Linked DNA regions of Sus scrofa: regions 2 and 3 are each linked to region 1. The links are chromatin contacts, called in public HiChIP or PLAC-seq maps. All regions are on one chromosome and are shown on one strand. The core of a region is the stretch at or near the end of the contact, and the rest is flanking DNA. Distances in the headings are between cores, read along the strand shown. Region 1 overlaps MAPKBP1 (mitogen-activated protein kinase-binding protein 1). Region 2 overlaps NDUFAF1 (complex I intermediate-associated protein 30, mitochondrial). Region 3 holds the start of TYRO3 (tyrosine-protein kinase receptor TYRO3).

The links. HiChIP or PLAC-seq counts read pairs in DNA pulled down with a chosen protein or histone mark.
Region 2: an H3K27ac HiChIP or PLAC-seq map of alveolar macrophages shows a contact between it and region 1. The contact joins two enhancer-like sites. A contact is called at or near these places in 1 of 47 Hi-C or Micro-C datasets (retroperitoneal adipose tissue) and 1 of 2 datasets of contacts at active chromatin or transcription factors (alveolar macrophages).
Region 3: a contact with region 1 is called in an H3K27ac HiChIP or PLAC-seq map of alveolar macrophages. The contact joins the promoter of TYRO3 here to the enhancer-like site in region 1. A contact is called at or near these places in 4 of 5 promoter capture datasets (fetal liver, fetal skeletal muscle and liver), 13 of 47 Hi-C or Micro-C datasets (alveolar macrophages, blood, embryonic fibroblasts and 9 more) and 2 of 2 datasets of contacts at active chromatin or transcription factors (alveolar macrophages and skeletal muscle).

Annotation. Positions count from the first base shown.
Region 1 is chr1:129,557,193-129,559,837 of Sscrofa11.1, reverse strand. The region is part of intron 3 of MAPKBP1 (mitogen-activated protein kinase-binding protein 1); the gene reads left to right. Among named protein-coding and RNA genes, the nearest start is that of JMJD7, 25 kb to the right of the region's middle. Within about 2 kb of position 1,312, at least 30 of the 83 cell types and tissues checked have an H3K27ac peak or open chromatin away from gene starts, as enhancers often do. A contact at or near this core is called in alveolar macrophages, mesenteric adipose tissue, omental adipose tissue and 1 more, where this site is marked.
Region 2 is chr1:129,985,213-129,987,857 of Sscrofa11.1, reverse strand. The region is part of intron 3 of NDUFAF1 (complex I intermediate-associated protein 30, mitochondrial); the gene reads right to left. Among named protein-coding and RNA genes, the nearest start is that of NDUFAF1, 18 kb to the right of the region's middle. Within about 2 kb of position 1,332, at least 4 of the 83 cell types and tissues checked have an H3K27ac peak or open chromatin away from gene starts, as enhancers often do. A contact at or near this core is called in alveolar macrophages, where this site is marked.
Region 3 is chr1:129,828,079-129,830,723 of Sscrofa11.1, reverse strand. TYRO3 (tyrosine-protein kinase receptor TYRO3) reads left to right here and starts at 1,329. Exons shown (of 19, transcript XM_021097401.1): 1 at 1,329-1,351.

The DNA of each region.
Region 1 (2,645 bases), core at 63-2,562:
TTGCTGCCTGAGCCCTGAGGGGCACAGAGCCCTTCGCTCCAACCCAGGCCTAGTGCCTTTAAGGAAGGGTGTGTGCTTCTGTTTATGGGCAGGTCCCAGCCTGGCATGTGTACCTGGGAGTCACTGTCCTTCCAGGTGGTGTGTGGAAGCTTCCCTGTTGTCACCTTTAGTAGGTTTCTTGCGTGTTTGGCTTGGGCCAGCCCTGGGCAGTGCCCTGATCTACCCCCTGACCTTTTCATTTTCTAGAACTTTGAGTGCTCTCCTTGTAAATGGCCTTTTTCTGAGTGTTTCAGTTTTGCCCTGTGCTCCAGCTCCCTGATGTGTGCCGCTGAGTATCTGGGGGCCACCAAAGCCTGTGTGAGTCAGGCAGGCTCTTTCCCTCCCCCCTTCCTTCTCTTCCTATCTGGTGATCCTAACCCTACCTCCATCCCCCACTCTCTAGTTCCTACTGCGCTTGTTGCTCTAGGAGCAGCTCAGGTATCCTAGAAACAAGAAGAGAAACAAAGCTCAGAAAATTCTCCCAGAGGCCTAGAGGCAAATATCAAACCAAAACAAAGTTTTCTGAAAGGAAATGAAACAGCTCAGGGAGGGTTGGGTGGAGGGGACGTATGTCAGGCAGAGGTGGGTTAAAGTCTCTGGGTGGAGACCCCTCAAGTTTCAGTGGCCCCTGGGTCTCTTCTGGGGAGCACTCCCTTTGCTCTTATCTTTCCCACAGGAAGCCCACACTTCACCTGTCACATTTTAAGCCCCCCTGCCCTAGGAGGCCAAGCCAGTCCCCAGATAGCTTCTTTGAGCCTCTCAGTCTAGTTGAACACCCCATAATTGACTCGGGCCCCTTCCCTTGCTGGCTTGGTAGAGGGTTCGGGGCCTTCAGAGCCCAGCACAGCCCCTGTTGCCGCTGTAGAATCAGTGCACAGGATGGGTTTCTCCTGACCCTTGATGCCAGAGTGCAGGGCCTCATGCAGGGCAGCTACTAGAGTGGGAGGTGTCCTGGAAAAGTGTCTGGCCTTACTCAGCAGCCAAGGGGAGACTCTTGGTTGGTTTAAGTACGGAGGAGGAGGGAAAACCTAGTTCTCCTGAGAAGGCCCTCCATTTACTCAGCGTGTATGGGAATTTATGCTGAGAGCCCCAGCTCCAAAGCTTTGAACTATGTGTGAAGCCACAGACTCCCCCTGGACTGTCTGTGTTCCAGTGACATCTGAGCTGAAGGAGCACACAGCTACCTTCTTCCTCTCTGTGGCAAACACTGTGCAGGGGTTGCCAGGGAGTATGTAGAGTTGTGGAGAGACTGGCAGGCCTAAGGAAAGAGGATGTGTGGACTTGGTGCCCTGATGGCTGTGAATCATATATGAGGTCACTCACAAAGTGCTTGTTCATCAGTAGTCATTCATTTGTTTGGCCGATTCTTGTTGAAAACCTGCTCTGGGCCAAGCACTGTTCCAGCCACAGGATATATAGCAGTAAGACCGTGTCAGTGCTTTTGTGGGGTTTAAGATCAAGGAAGGTAAACAGACACTAAGCATATAAACAAACAAATGAGCAAGATAGTATCAGAGAGCGGTAAGTGTTGCAAAGAAAGTAAAAAGGAGAGCGAGTAGGTCCCTGAGAGTGGGTAGGGGTGGGACTACTTTAAGACCTGTGGTCAGGGCTCCGTGGGAGGTAACATTTGAGCTGCTATCTGAATGGCAAAGAGGAATCTATGGAAAAGTGTCTGGCCATGTGTGTGAAGATCCATGCTTCCAGATGTTGGAGACCTCAATTGCAAAGGTCCCAAAGAAAGAAGGACCCAGTTCACTTGTTTGACAGCAGCCATGGTGGCCAGTGGGTGTGAGGAAGGGGACTCAGTCCCTGCCTTTGGGACTTGGCTTATAAGTCTTGCAGCTCACAGAGAGCCCCCCTCTTGTCCCGGAAGGGGATGCGTTTAGAATCCCCTGGGCAGAGAGAGGCGTACTGGTAGCTCTACACCATGACCATATTATTCACTGGGTTTTTACCACCAAGTCTTTTCTCACACCTGTGGGGGGAGTGGTCTCATAAAACATCGGAGAAACAGAGATGCCAGTGGGTCTCATGGGCTGGCCTCAGAAGGTTACTTATTTGGAAGGCATTAGATTCTGGGTACCTAAAGAGGACCACAACCAAGGATGCCCTAGGAAACACCCTAGACTCTTTTTATCTCTTAGAAGAATTAAAGCTATAAGACTTCCCCTTTGGGAGTGAATGTGAAGGGATGGTTTGTAATTCCGTACCAGGGTGAGGACCCTAATGAGTCACTAGTGTCCAGCAAGTCCTGTGTGGGAACCATAGTTGGTGTGCCTGCAGCAACTGCTGACCCCCCTGATTGCTCTTTCCTTGCGATTGGTGCCCCAGAGAACCCTTCGAGAAGATGGCCAGGAGCACCATGCTGGTCGCTTTGCATATGACTTTTTTAGTTTGCACAACAATTCTACGGCATAGGTTTTTTTTTTGTTTTTTGTTTTGGCATAGGTATTTTTATTTCTGTTTTCCACATGAGGAAACTGAGGTTCAGAGAAGTTAAAGGATATGCCCAAATCACAAAGTTAGCAGACAGGTCTGCCTGACCCCAGTTTTCTTTTTCTTTCCATCATCACACTGCCTTTGCGCATCAGTGAGTCCTGAAGGTC
Region 2 (2,645 bases), core at 83-2,582, 430 kb before region 1:
AGCTATAGCTGCCGGCCTATGCCACAGCAAGGTGGGATCCAAGCCATGTCTGGGATCTATACCACAGCTAGTCAGATTTGTTTCCTCTGAGCCACAACAGGAACTCCCTAGTACAACTCTTTTAGAAAGCAGCTGGCAGAGTTTCCATGTGCCTTGGCAGTTAAATAACCTGACTAGGATCCATGAGGATGCAGGTTCGATCCCTGGCCTCTCTCAGTGGGTTAAGGATCCGGTGTTGCTGTGAACTGTGGTGTAGGTAGCAGATTCGGCTTGGATCTAATGTTGCTGTGGCTGTGGCTTGGGCCGCCAGCTATAGCTCTGATTTGACCCCTGGCCTGGGAACTTCCATATACAAACAAAATAACAAAGAATGTGGAATAATTCCATGTAATCATATAAAAGGTCTCCAGGATCTAAATTTTAAAAATACAGAGAGTTCTTGTGGCTGAGCTGAAACAAATCTGACTAGCATCCATGAGGACACAGATTCGATCCCTGGCCTTGCTCAGTAGGTTAAGGATCCAGCATTGCTGTGAGCTGTGGTATAGGTCACAGACTTGGCTTGGATCCCTCATTGCTATGGCTGTAGTGTAGGCCAACAGCTACAGCTCCGATTTGACCCCTAGCCTGGGAACCTCCATATGCCACAGGTGCAGCTCTAAAAACACCAAACTGGAGTTCTCGTCATGGTGCAGCAGTAACGAATCCGACTAGGAACCATGAGGTTGCACGTTTGATCCCTGGCCTTGCTAAGTGGGTTAAGGATCCGGCATTGCCGTGAGCTGTGGTGTAGGTTGCAGACGCGGCTCAGATCCCATGTTGCTGTGGCTGTGGTGTAGGCCAGCATCTACGGCTCTGATTAGACCCCTAGCCTGGGAACCTCCATATGCCGCAGGAGCAGCCCTAGAAAAGGCAAAAAGACCAAAAAAAAAAAAATGTACTATTCAGATTATTATCACCAAAAACACTTGTTGACATAAATACAAATTCAATTCAAAGCCTATTTAGGTGGAGCAATCAAGATGGCAAAGTAGGACATGAAGAAGCTAACCTCCTCCCACAAATACTTCAAAAATACATCGACACATGGAATGATTCTCACAGGATATCTATTGAACGCTGGCAGAAAACTTCAGACTTCTGAAAAAGCAAGGAAATCTCCACTTAACCAGGCAGGACAAAAGAAGAAAATGAAAGGAATCAGTCAGGACCCACACCCCTGGGAGGGAGCTTTAAAGGCTCTCACCAGCAGGGAGATCAGCTGGGACAGAGGGGGAGCTTCAGCGCGTGGGAGGAGAGCAGAGCAACTTACCCAGGCAGCCAGAACTGAGAGAGAACTGCACAGTCAGTTGCACCACCCCATGGCTCCCCAGTCTGAAATGTGTCTCTGGTACAGGCGGGGGCTGGCTGCTGAAGCTTGGGCTTTGCAACACAGGGAAAGGACTGGCATGGGCTGCACAGAAACAACCTGAAGGGCCTGAAGTCTGGCATGACCACAACTGAGAGTGTACAAGGAAGAAGCCCAGGCCTACCCTAGAAGCCAGGCACCCACAGTGTGGGAGAGTGTGTGAGAGGAAGGGCGGTCCCACCATTGCAGCCTTTTCCCTGCACATGCTCTCAGGCAATAGGACACTGCCTACATGAGCTCCCACAGCAGGCACAGGTACCAAAAATGGTCACAAGCCACTGACTGTGGGCTTTAGAAGTGGTCACAGGCCTCCTCCACGGACGTCTCAGGCTCTGGGTGTGGGCACAAGCTTCCACTGATGACAACCCAGGAGTAAGCATCAGTCACCATGTCTGCCTACCCCCTATGAAGGGGATAACGTCCAGCACACACTGAGAACAGAGGGAACAGACATCCATACTAAAAACAAGCCTCACACCAAAAATATTAAGCCCACTACAGATGGACACTTCCACATGTAAATATCCCTCCAAAGCATAGTAGACAAATGTTTCTTCTAAACTCAAGGATAGAAATATAAGTAAAATGAAAAAGCAGAAGAACCACTCCCAGTTAAAAGACCAAGGGAATTCCCCTGAAAGAACAGTGAAAACAGACCTCTTCAGTCTAAGAGACACCAATTTCAAAAAAAAAGAGAGGTAAAAAAGGAACTAGAGGGAGTTCCCGTCGTGGCGCAGTGGTTAACGAATCCGACTAGGAACCATGAGGTTGCGGGTTCAGTCCCTGCCCTTGCTCAGTGGGTTAACGATCCGGCGTTGCCGTGAGCTGTGGTGTAGGTTGCAGACGCGGCTCGGATCCCGCATTGCTGTGGCTCCGGCGTAGGCTGGTGACCCCTAGCCTGGGAACCTCCATATGCCGCGGGAGCGGCCCAAGAAATAGCAACAACAACAACAACAACAACAAAAGACAAAAAGACAAAAAAAAAAAAAAAAAAAAAAAAAAGGAACTAGAAACTATGAGGAGGAGCCAAGAAAAATTAGAAAACACATTTGCCAGGCTGCTGAGCAAAAGGCAACAAAGAACAGGATGAATAATGGAGAACAAAAGAGTGACCTAGAAGATAGAATAATGGAAATCACCCAAGCAGAACAGCAGGAAAAAAGCCAAATGAGAACAAGAAAGCAATATAAAAGACTTAAGGTATAATAAAAAGTATGACAATCTACACATAATAGGA
Region 3 (2,645 bases), core at 80-2,579, 270 kb before region 1:
TGGAGATGAGGGAAGAAAAGGAAGTGAAAGGCAGGGGTTTGGGCTCTAGGTTCGACATCCTCTGGGAGAGGTCTTTTCAGTATCAGCCAGAGTCAACAGTTTCCTTTCCCTAGAAACTTGAAGTCCCCTCCAGAGAGGAGAGGTGGGGGGTGGGGGAGGACCTTGAGAAGTGTGGAGGGCTCAAGTGCAGGGCTGCAGCAGCCAAACTGCCGCAGTAGCTGGGGCCCCAGTGAATCTGGCTTCAGCCCCAGATTGTTGTCTGCCTGCCCTGATCCAACCAAGCCTAAGCTCAGAAGCTGTGGATTCTGGAACGGAGCAAGACTTTTCCTTTGGGAAAGAGTCCTGAAGCCAACCCACAGTGCCCAAGAAAATTGCTAAAGGAAGACACCCAGGCCCCGGCCATCCAGTTCTGACAGCCCTTCTCCCTGTGCTGCCACCAGGGGGCGCCCCCAGCTGGGTCCAAGGCTGCTGCCAGCACTGCTGTTGTTGTTATCATTAGTATAATTAATAAACAAGCACTGATGCTGGCCAAGAGGAGGAATAGGCAGGCCCTTGCTGCTCAGAAGGAGAATCCCTGGAAAGATCCAATGAGGCTGCAGAGAAATGGAAGTGTGGCGGTGGGGGATGCTGGGTGGCTTGTCTCTCCTCCCCACTCAAGACTTCTGGGAACAGCCTTCTGGAGTAGGCGCCAGGGGACCAGTAGAGGCAAGGGCAAGAGGAGGGGAACATTTGGTAGGCTGGATTTGGAACCAGTTCTGTATCTGCCTGACAGGATGTCTGTGGGCACAGCCACCCCCTTGATTACTCGCTGTGGGGCAGGCCAAGCTCTGAGGCAATTATTCATTCATTTAACAAGGCATCTGTCTGTTTACTTATGGAGTGCCTACTGTGTGCAAGGTGGACAACCAATAATAGCTAGTATTTTTCCTGGATATTGTGAGGGCATACCCAACTTTCACACCACATCCTGAGAGATGGAGGCTAGAAGCAGAGGAAGCAACTAGGAAGAATGAGCGCCCCAAAGAAACAGGCCACTGGGCTTTGACTTATGTACTGTAGCCGTGGGGATTGCAGATAAAACCTGAGAATTACCAAGATCTTGGAAAACTCAAGACGGAAGGCCCGAAGTCATGGAGATAAAGGGGTGGGAAATGGAGTATGCATAGGGGGAATATAGGTGAAAGGCTCATCAAAGAGGCATGAAAGTGTCCTAGTAGATCCAGTGGGGGGAGCACTGAGTCGCGACAATTTCAGGAGGCCCGATGGTTGGGAGTATTCAGGGGATTGAGGTACTTTCTGTCCTGAGAAGAGGATGCTGGGTTCTGGCATCAGAGTGTGGAGAAAAGTTGGGGTGCGCGGTAGAGGCTTCTAGCAAAATTTCGAAGGAAGGATCAGTGTGTTGGGTTTGAGAAGATGCTGGAGTGTATTTAGGGGAAGGAGGGGCGTGGCTGGGGTGCCCATCCAGAGGACCGAACCAGATCCTCGGATTCGGCATTGGGGTAGCTGGGCCAGGGGGTGCCAGCCGGGTCTGCGGAGGTCTGTGGGTGGAGGTCGGCTGGAGACCGTGCTGGCAGCCGCGGGTTTGGCGCTCGGAGCGAGCCGCCCGGGGCTCCGCGGGGGGGCGGTACGAGCTCGGGCTGCGGGCGGGCGGGCCGGGGAGGAGGCGGCGGCTCCGAGAACATGAATCAGCGGCGGCGGCGGCGGCGACGGCGGCGACGGCTGTGGAAGGAGCGCGGTGGCCCAGGAGCGGCCCCGGGGACCCTGTGCGGCTGACGGCCGCCGCGGCGACTCGCAGCGGGCGCGGGTCTCGGAGCGCGGCCCCAGCGCCGCCCCCCGCCCTCCCGCTGCCCTCCCCCACCTCGCCGCTCCTCCTCTCCTCCCTCCTCCCTCGTCGCTCGCGGGCCGGGCCCGGCATGGTGCGGCGTCGCCGCCGATGGCGCTGAGGCGGAGCATGGGGCGGTCGGGGCTCCTGCCGCTGCCGCTGCCGCCGCCGTCGCCGCCGCTGCTGCTGCTGCTGCTGCTGGCGGGTCTGGCCGCGCTGCTGCTCCCGGAGTCCGCGGCCGCAGGTAGGGGCTGGCTCGGGGGGACGGCGGAAAGCGGGGTCTGCGGAGGGGCGCGGCTGGGGTCGGAGCCCGGGGACAGCAGCCGGGCGAACCCCGGGCCTGGGCGGGCCGGAGATTTGGGCTGGGGGACCCAAGCTGGAAGGCCGAGGCTCGGGCACTGGGGGGAGGGGGCGCAGCCGGGTGTTCGCACCTGGATCTGTGGTCGGGGCCCCCGCCCCCAACTTTCTCGCGTCCGGGGCTCTTCTGTCGGGGTGGAAGGGAGAGGAGTAGGGCAGAGCGCTGAGTGGTCAGCGGGGGGTGTTTGGGACAGGATTTTCCCGCCTCGATGTTCCTAGTTGTTTGCTTTTCCCTCCCGGGACTGGGGACTCCATTCTGCCTGCCCCACACACGAAGGTCTCACTCTGAAGCCACAGGGGCTGGGGCTGAGCACCACAGGCACCCTTACATCATGTCGGTACAGGGGCTGTGAGATTACCTAGTCACAGAAAACACCTGGGCATACTCTAGTCCCTGTGCTCACTCCGAGCTTCCTGAAACCAAGCATGTTGGAGTGGCTGCACTGGTCTTTGCTTAGCCTTGCTT